Linked DNA regions of Hordeum vulgare: region 2 is linked to region 1. Evidence: chromatin contacts called from public Hi-C data. All regions are on one chromosome and are shown on one strand. The core of a region is the stretch at or near the end of the contact, and the rest is flanking DNA. Distances in the headings are between cores, read along the strand shown. Region 1 has its middle 23 kb from the start of LOC123427169. Region 2 holds the start of LOC123427170 (protein NUCLEAR FUSION DEFECTIVE 4-like).

Region 1 (4,434 bases), core at 519-3,018:
CTATCAGCATTCTTCTGGTGCCGTTGCAGGAGAAGGTTAGTTGTCATAAGCATTCGTCTAGCTAACACTAGAGATTGCAGGATCATCACTTTTCTGGAGCCATTGCCAGGGAAGCACAGCTGACGTCAGCGCCCGCCCTCCGAATCGTGTTGGCTAGTAGTTGGCTGGCAACGCGGACAGGCCGTCGGTGTGGGAGTTTGACGTAGGCCTTCTTCCCGGGGTTTGATACTTCTCATGCAATATCTGACGCTAGGTCGCACTGGAGTCGGTCATGGCTCTGGGCCGCCTCTGTCCCGACCAAGGTAGGAGCTTGCAGATCGATTTGGGGGGGGGGGGGGTCCTCTCGTTATGGCGTTGGTGAAGGTCCATGACGGTGGTGGTCGGGACAGTGTTGTGCTAACACTCGGATCTGTGCTGGAGGCCACGGATTTGGCGTCGTCTGAGTTGATGGCTCGACTATGGCCGTCGACAGCCACTGGGCCATATCTCCCTCAATCCATCAGGATTGGTGGGGACTTCATGCGTGGGTGCCCTATGGTGGTGGTGTCGACCCTGGCCTGGTGCCTGATGTCGGGCTTCACCAACCATAGTCTGTGCACGGTGAAGCGGGGGTCGGCTATGTCTCATTGCACGGATGGCGGGGCGGCGGCCCCGGAAGGTGGTCTGCATGGTTGGCTCTCCAGCGGGCACCATGACGACGGTGGTGGCATTGTTTCTTGACCGTGTGGGCGATGAGAGGCAGGGCTCTAGGTAGCTCGGGCGCGCTCTCGGTCTTCGTGGTGGCGCCTCAATCCAGATCTAGGGATCTAAACTCGTCATGCTTCTCGTGAAGACCTCGTGGTGACACGCGAGAACTATCGGGCGAAAGCTCCGTGCTCTGGTCCCCACAATGACGACGCTCATGGACGCCGTTCTCTTTTTGAAGACGTCGTCATGGTGTTCCCCTCCATGTCCGGGCTCCGGGTGAACACCTTTGTACATTGTGGACTCGACGGCGATGACGCATTGCGTCGACATCCCTCGTGAGAGTGTTGTCGTGGAGCTTAGGTATGTAGGGTGTAGCGTGGCGTTGTATCAGGGTCTTCGTGTGCTTTATTTCGGTAGTTTATTGTTGGATCTATTTTATAAGGAGGCTATCTTTTTACCTTGTATCATTCGATCGTATATTTTATTTAATTATTGCTTTATCTATAAAGGGGAGGTGATATTTATGAATGCATTGGTTTGCTATAGTTTGAGAGGTTCGGCTGCTGAAGCCCTGAAACAGCGAAGGCAGCGTGCGTCTTGTGCAATATCTTCACGTATTTCACACAAGCTGCATTTCAACGTGACATGCTATGCTAGCTCTCATCGTGTCCCATGCCTGTCTTCGTCGCTGTCCGAGACCCAGCTGCTAGCCTGAAGGCTGCTCGGCACGCCACTCACCGACGGACATATACAAACAAACAGTCAATTTTGGCGGGACGAAAAGGAAAAACGGCGCGCGATCAGCAAGCAGGATCACCGCTCACCAGTCACCACGTACGTATCCTTCCTTGCCACCTCCCCTCCATTGGCCAGCGGTCGCCACACATGCATGCATCATGCGCTCCGGCGCCGAAACGGAACCATTCGCCGCCGTTCTCCTGATCAGTCCGGAACGGATAGCATCCAGCACTACGTACGTGTCCCCAACCCGATGACCATCTCTGATCTGAGGCAGCCGGCCGTACGTACGTACGTCCCTCTCGACGCTCTCGTATTCGTTTGTCCGGTTGCCCACGTTTCCCTCCGTCCCTCTCCGCCAGATACGGAGCATCATTGCGCTACAACTATACTCGACCCCGTACGCGCTGCTGCTGCTGCTGTCGTTCGGTTGCGTACGCGCCGCTGCTGGGGCAAATCGAAAACGGCTTTTGAGCCCTCGGGGCCTCAAGGGCCGTCTTTCTATCTGATCTGCGATCGCCCGGGGACTCGTTCGCGCGCCACGTCTGCATCAATCGGGAACAAGACGAGGCCACCTGCCCGCGCTCATCTATCCATCTATCCATCGCATGTTGGAGCTAGGAGCAACTTCAACAGAACAACCCGTTTCGTTTGTTCTCATTCGTTTGGATCCGCGTGGATAAAAAGTTAGCTCAGCTCGTCGATTCAAGTGAACCCGTGTCCGCTCTTTTTTGGTCCGTCGATCCATTTCTGACCTAAATTTGAGCCTGATTTACGTTGGCATGGACACGAAATGGATGCGCGTGACACGCGTCTACTTTCCTTGGTGACCCGCCAGTCGGCGATAAAGCAGTCACTTTTTTCCTCCATTTTCCCAAAACTCTCTCACTCGCTCCCGCGTCCGCTCCCACCGCCATGGACGACGACTTCGAGGCCAGCCGCCCCCACCATCGCCTCCATGGCCTCGCCCGTCGCCGCCGTCGAAGCAACAGGCAAGGCCCGCGCCGCCCAAGAAGAAGAAGAAGAAGGAGTTGACGCCCGACGAGCGGGATGTGAAGTCGACCAAGAGGAAGGGTCGGAGGCACGCGCACGATGCAAGGGACGAGGCAGCTGTCGCCGCCGTCATCGTCAACGCCGTGCAGCAGGAAGACACCAATGCCCGATGAAGGCGGCAACGAGGGAGGCCTTGCTGTACCTAGGGGTAAACCCTAGCCAACACGGGCTTGTCAACGTCGTTGTTGTCGCGGCCGCGGCCAGCATAGTCTCGTCAGCATATCCTTGGATGATGCTGCAGGAGTTGCCATGCGCGTATTGCATGCAGCCGATTCCCGACTTCCACGTCTACCCGCAAGCAGTCGCTTCTCCGGGGAATGCTCGTCGGAGGTGAGCATCGTGGCCCCTTCCACCCCCGCGTCGGTGACCGTCGACCTTAACGTCGCGTCGGTGGCAGGCGGATCATCGTCCGGAGGCATGAGGAAACACCAGCACGAGATGCCAGGCGACATGCTCACCGGCGCCCGCAATCTGTTCGACGGAATGCCGGCGACCGTCGACGATGACACGACCAACCGTTTTCTCGAGAACATGATCTTCGAAGGGGGTGCGCTGGCGGCTGGTGTGTACGATCCCGATGAGAACCAAAGCCAGGACGGCTGAACGCCATTCACGCAAGCCACCAATGAACCACATGACGCCTTCATGCAAGATCAGATCGGCCTAGATGGCTTCCCACTTGACCATGAGTTTCCGGAGGACTACGGCCTTGAGGAGGAGGACGATGACATGGACATCGACGGGTGCCTTTCTTCGAGGAGGAGCTTGTCAACCAAACTGTTGTCGGAACGAAGCCGAAGCGCAAAAGCAAGCAGACGAAGGCATACAAGCCGGTCGAGGACAAACTTCTTTTGGCGTGCTCACATGTGAGCCGGCCGCTGGCAAGTGTGTCAACATGAACCGCATAATGGTTTTAATGTAGGCTGACAATGTATGTCGACCGCTGATATAGTGCCGGCATAAACTCTTGAACGTTGGCATGCCGACATTATTTTTCTAATGTGCGGACATAAAATAAGTCGTCCGCGTTAGCTATAAAAAAAACATACGCAAATCAGGCCGCCCATCCAAACAAACAAAAAAGGAATAAAACGGTCGTGCATTTAGTCGGTTGGTTGAGTTGCTCTAAACAACGTTGCCTGCAGCTCGATCGATGGCACCTCTCTTTCTTTGTTTTCTCCACCGGGGCTGATGCTTCGCGTTCGCAGAGGCCGAGGAAAGCGACATGCCTACCACACTACGTAAAATGCGTAGTATGGCTGCTTGCGTTGCGTTCCACGAGCCTATCCGTCCGCCCGGGTATGTGATGTGAGCACGTCAGTCCGAGATTGTTCTCATCTCCATTTGGTTGGTTCAGTCGGCAGAGCAGCAACGGCATATTCACGTAGGAGCATCTATCTATATATGTACTATGTGGTTGTTGTCTCCTTGTTAACTTTGTTTACGCACTAAGATGCTTTGGTCGAGCCCAGGGGTCGAGGACTAGTCGCTCGCGTACCAACCTACCGCCGCTACTTCGATGATTAACTTAATTCCTTCCAAGATCAATGCAATGCTTAGTTATCCCTTCGTACGCATCCATGGAAAAGAAAATAATTAATGATCACTGTCAGTTCAGCTCACTCATCGTCATGATAAACAGCAATCATAGAGCCGGACGCTCGAAATCGACATTGTACTACTGTATATGGAACATTCTACACTGAACCTGCAACCCGTTTCGACCACATATATTTATTTAATAACCACTTGAACTATGATAGCACGCTGAACCAATACGAAATCGCGGCCCCTGACCATCCTGAGAGACGGTCGTACTAGTTTAAGCATAGAAGACAACGGTGCACGCGCTGATGGTAGAGGGTGAGGATGCAGATCGACGGTGCGAGCGAGGTCTCGGCGGCTAATCGAGCCTGCTCATACCTGCAACAATACCGCTAATCAAACCGAAATACA
Region 2 (4,434 bases), core at 583-3,082, 94 kb after region 1:
TCTGGGAACGGGTGTAGGCGCAACACACATGACGTCGGTTTACCCAGGTTCAGGGCCCTCAGGTGAGGTAAAACCCCTAGTCCCGGCTTCCGGTCTCGCTATCTCAGGTGGTGTTCTACAAGTGGTGGTGGGAGTCTAAACTGGATGAACGTGTGAACCTCTCGAACTTCTCGCCCCTCTCGGTGGGTAGGGGCGTGGCTTTATAGTGTAGCTAGATGTTACAGTGGTAACGATAGGATTGTGAGGTGGGGGTCGGCTGCTAGCCTCATGGGCCGGCTGCGGGGCCTACCTGTGGCTGGGTCTTGTCGCGGGGTCCGCCAGTCATGTGCAGCAGCGGTCGGTGCGCCGAGCTGTCAGGGCAAGGGCGACACAGGGGAACGTGGATACACGACCTCCTTACTCGGTCAGGGTCGGGATCCCTGTAGCCTCGCTGACCCTTCCATCATCGCGCCGCAGCACGGCCGTACACGTCAGCGCGTACTGCTGCCGTGATAGCCTCTGGTCATTCGTCTTGTCTTGTCTATGTACGACGGTACGGCCGGATGGGACAGGTGCCGTTCGTCCGGCTGGCGAGGGGCCAGCTAACCGGCCGAGCCCCGCCAGGTGGTCATGTATGTGTCGAAGAGGTGGTCGGCTACCGCCAGCCGGCGAGGTACGTGCGGGCCTGAAATGGGGTCGGCTGTCTCCAGCCGGCCGAACTCGTGAGCAGAAGGGGCCGGCTGTCGACAGTCGGCCGGACTTGGGTCGGCCGAATGGGCCGGCTATCGCTAGCCGGCCTGGGGGGCCAGGCGGCCCCAAATGTCTTGGAGACGGCTAATCTCCGCTCTTGGTATACCCGGGGGTAGTATCCCCGTCACCATTGTATTGTGTGTTTTGAAGACACAAGAGATTTTTTGTATTTAATTGTAGGATTGTTTGAGAGAGACCATCTTCATCCCACATCTTCCACAAATTGATAAAGCTTAGGTCATTCATTGGAAGAAAAATTGTTGTTGTCCTACATAACTCTGCACTTGAAGGTCCAACAACGACTACACGAATGAAGTTATAGAGTAGACATTAGCTTACGAGAGGCTCGAAGAAGCTCACCTAAGAGGCGGATATCGTTAATTTAGTAAGTTTTGATTAGTTTAGTCTAAGTTTTGGTTCATGTGAGCGCAAAATTATGAATCGACACTAAATGTTAGTTTAGTAGGTTTTATAAGCAGTTGTTTGAATTAAATTTGTGTTTGTATACACCGAATTATTTTTTACACGACTAAGTGTAGGCAATCGATCAAAATATAGAGAAGTAAAAATACTCAAATAAATAGTACTTAACTATTTAGTCCTCTAAATTTTAGGGGGTCAGCTAGAGTTGCGCTTAGTTAGACATAATATCATGATGTCTTCAAGTCATCTTCATACCTCAGTGAGGATACAATTGGTTTGGACTTCAAGCTTTTGGATTCGTCAAACAAAAAAACGTCGATCCGCGTCATCAAAGGAGTCGTCCAACTCAATGACAAAGCTCTCGGAACAATTTATTGAAATATTTTCACCATATATTCTTGATCTCCTCGTCCTTAAATAGAAAAAGATAAAAATGTTAAAGATTATTTGGAAAGAAAACGTTACATTAATATATATGCCACTTGAGAGGGAATCAACTGCACATTTATCACCTATCTTCCCATGCATGTCCCGGTGAAATGTGACCAAGGACCAGTTCTTGTAGTGTTGATAGTAGATGCATAAACATATTTTCGCTGGCTTTCCTTGGTTGCAGGAGGCAAGGCGACACACAAGGAGAAAGCGAAGCAGGACGAGACTATTTAACTGACGCCACCACGTTACTAGAGTGGTGCCAACTGAGCTGAGCTTCCTCTGCCTCAGCCAAAAGCAAGCACGGCCTCCTCTCCTCCACACAGTACACCACGCCACGCCACGCCACGCCTACACCCTGAGTGCCCGACCAGCCACATCAATCACGCAGCCGTAGTATCACCAGCTGCTACTATCGCCAGGGAGGAGCTCGGCGAGTGCGACGCCAAGGCCCAAGGGGGATCGAGATGGCGGGCGGCGGAGGGCTGGGGAAGGTGAAGGCGGGGAGCCGGCCGCCGTGGGTGGGGCTGGCGGCGGCGGTGTGGGTGCAGGTGGCCGCCGGGAGCGCCTACGTCTTCCCGCTCTACTCGCACGCCGTCAAGGAGGCGCTCGGGTACAACCAGAAGGCGCTCACCATGCTGGGCGTCGCCAACGACGTCGGCGAGAACGTGGGGCTCGTCCCCGGGGTGCTCGCCAACCGCCTCCCGCCCTGGCTCATCCTCCTCATCGGCTCCGCCTGCGCCTTCTTCGGCTTCGGCACCGTCTGGCTCGCCGTCACCAAGACCGTCGCCATGCCCTACTGGGTGGTACGTACGCTCCCCCTCCCCCTTTTCCGCCTCGCATCTCTGCGTCCACACATCCGTCATCCGAGATTGATTATCCCGCTCGCATGTCCTGTTTGTTTCCATTGATTTTTGACGGTGAACGGCGAGCCGAGCTGATTAATCGCACAATTATTCAAACCCACTTCTAGTATTCCATTCTCTGTATGATTGCCATTATTCTTTTCCAACGGCTATGATTGCCATTTTGGTGGTAATCTGTTGGGGCATGTTATGCGTTCACGCGTGTCCGTGCGTTGATTGTCTGGTGGAACTCAGCAAAGATGGCTCTTACGCCTTATGATATCTCCTTTCAAGTAAGCAAATCATTGTCTTCACATTATATGATTGACGTTAACGCCGGCAGTAGACATTTTCCTTTCATTCTGGCGTGAAGCTAAATGTGGTAGCACACATACTACTTTGTTTTTTAGTCGGGGTAGTATTATGTTCATCCGCTGAACTTGTCGTGATTTGGTTGGCCCGTTTCTGTAGGCAAAATAGTACATTGTTTATCTTGCCAATCATTTCTGCAAGTAGACCAGACTTGGTTTCGGCGTTGGACCGCTCAATGAATCTGTATTTTTTTTGTTCAACCTGCCAGCTCACACTGGTGTATTATGACCCCAATAGCCTCTACGGAACCAAGTGGTCAGCTTGGTAAGCTACCAACAAAAATTACAAATAATAGCCTCTACGGATAGAAGCAGATCTTCCTACCTGATTTTGGTGAGATTAGATATGCGGATAATCTTTTTCAATGCCAGTTTGTAGAGAGAAATTTGGCGAAAAAGACTTCTTTTCTCATGAAAAGGTCAAGCTGACTTTAGTTAATATTGTTTTATAAGGTCATCTGCAGATCACTTCAGTACTGTAGGTTTACCAGAATATATGTCCCTACCAAGAACGGTGGTATTACAGAGAGCAAGTTTATAACGGTTATAATTTTTGTGCTCAGTGATCTGGAAATTACTGCTCAACTTTTCTATTGCTCAAGTTGAGTTCACCAAAATTTCCGTCCAAACACCTGGTAGTTTGACATCATTATTTCTGCATGTTCAGTATCTCAGTGAACAAAATAAACCTTCTATGAACAAAAGTGAGCCCTTTTTGTTTGATCATCAATTTAGCTTCCTGGTGTGATCAATGATTGTTTGCACATCTTGTATCCAAAATTTCAGCATAGTCTTATGTATCATGAACGTTTTCTCTTTGCTATTGCAGTTGTGTGTAGCTCTATGTGTCGGCACAAACAGCAGTGCATGGTTGGGAACTGCGGCGCTTGTGACCAACATGAGGAACTTTCCCCTCAGCCGAGGAACCGTTGCTGGTCTCATCAAAGGTTATGTTGCTGTTAGTGCTGCTGTCTACACGGAAACGTTCAACGGAATGCTTAACAATTCGCCCACAAACCTCTTGCTATTGCTTGCTTTGGGGATCCCGGTAGCATGTGTTGTGGTGATGTATTTTGTTAGGCCCTGCACCCCGTCACTGGATGAGGATAATGCAACAGAACACAGCCACTTCGTGTTCACACAGGTCTCTAGTGTGGTTCTCGGTGTATATCTTATGGTGGCTACAATACTCGGCGATACTTTGAAACTGAGCGCGACTATCACCTACCTTTTGTTTGGTATAATGATACTCCTGCTCCTTTCTCCACTTGCAATACCAATCAAAATGACACTTTATCCAAGCAAACCAAAGGACGAGAAGGCCAGCATCCTTGTTCCATCTTATTCAACAGATAGTTTGTCCGGTGCGGATCAAGAGAATGGAGAACCGCTTCTGCGTGGCCCTTCGGCGACGTTTGTTCCAGGCAGCAATGATTCTGATGAGACCGATGTGGATGTTCTGCTGGCTGAGGGTGAGGGAGCAGTGAATATGAAGAAGAGAAAAGGACCAAGAAGAGGGGATGATTTCACATTTGCTGAAGCCTTAGTTAAGGCAGATTTCTGGCTACTGTTTATTGTATACTTTTGTGGTGTTGGCACTGGTGTCACTGCTCTGAACAACCTAGCTCAGATTG

What was found. A called contact is a pair of places that touch in the nucleus more often than the background predicts.
Region 2: a contact with region 1 is called in a Hi-C map of seedling, with 2.9 times the contacts expected there. The contact joins the promoter of LOC123427170 here to the enhancer-like site in region 1.

The regions. Positions count from the first base shown.
Region 1 is chr2H:548,765,738-548,770,171 of MorexV3_pseudomolecules_assembly, forward strand. No RefSeq gene overlaps it. Among protein-coding and RNA genes, the nearest start is that of LOC123427169, 23 kb to the left of the region's middle. Within about 2 kb of position 1,769, at least 3 of the 3 cell types and tissues checked have open chromatin away from gene starts, as enhancers often do. A contact at or near this core is called in seedling, where this site is marked.
Region 2 is chr2H:548,860,122-548,864,555 of MorexV3_pseudomolecules_assembly, forward strand. It overlaps LOC123427170 (protein NUCLEAR FUSION DEFECTIVE 4-like), which reads left to right and starts at 1,833. Exons shown (of 3, transcript XM_045111144.1): 1 at 1,833-2,390; 2 at 3,630-4,434. The coding sequence starts at 2,052.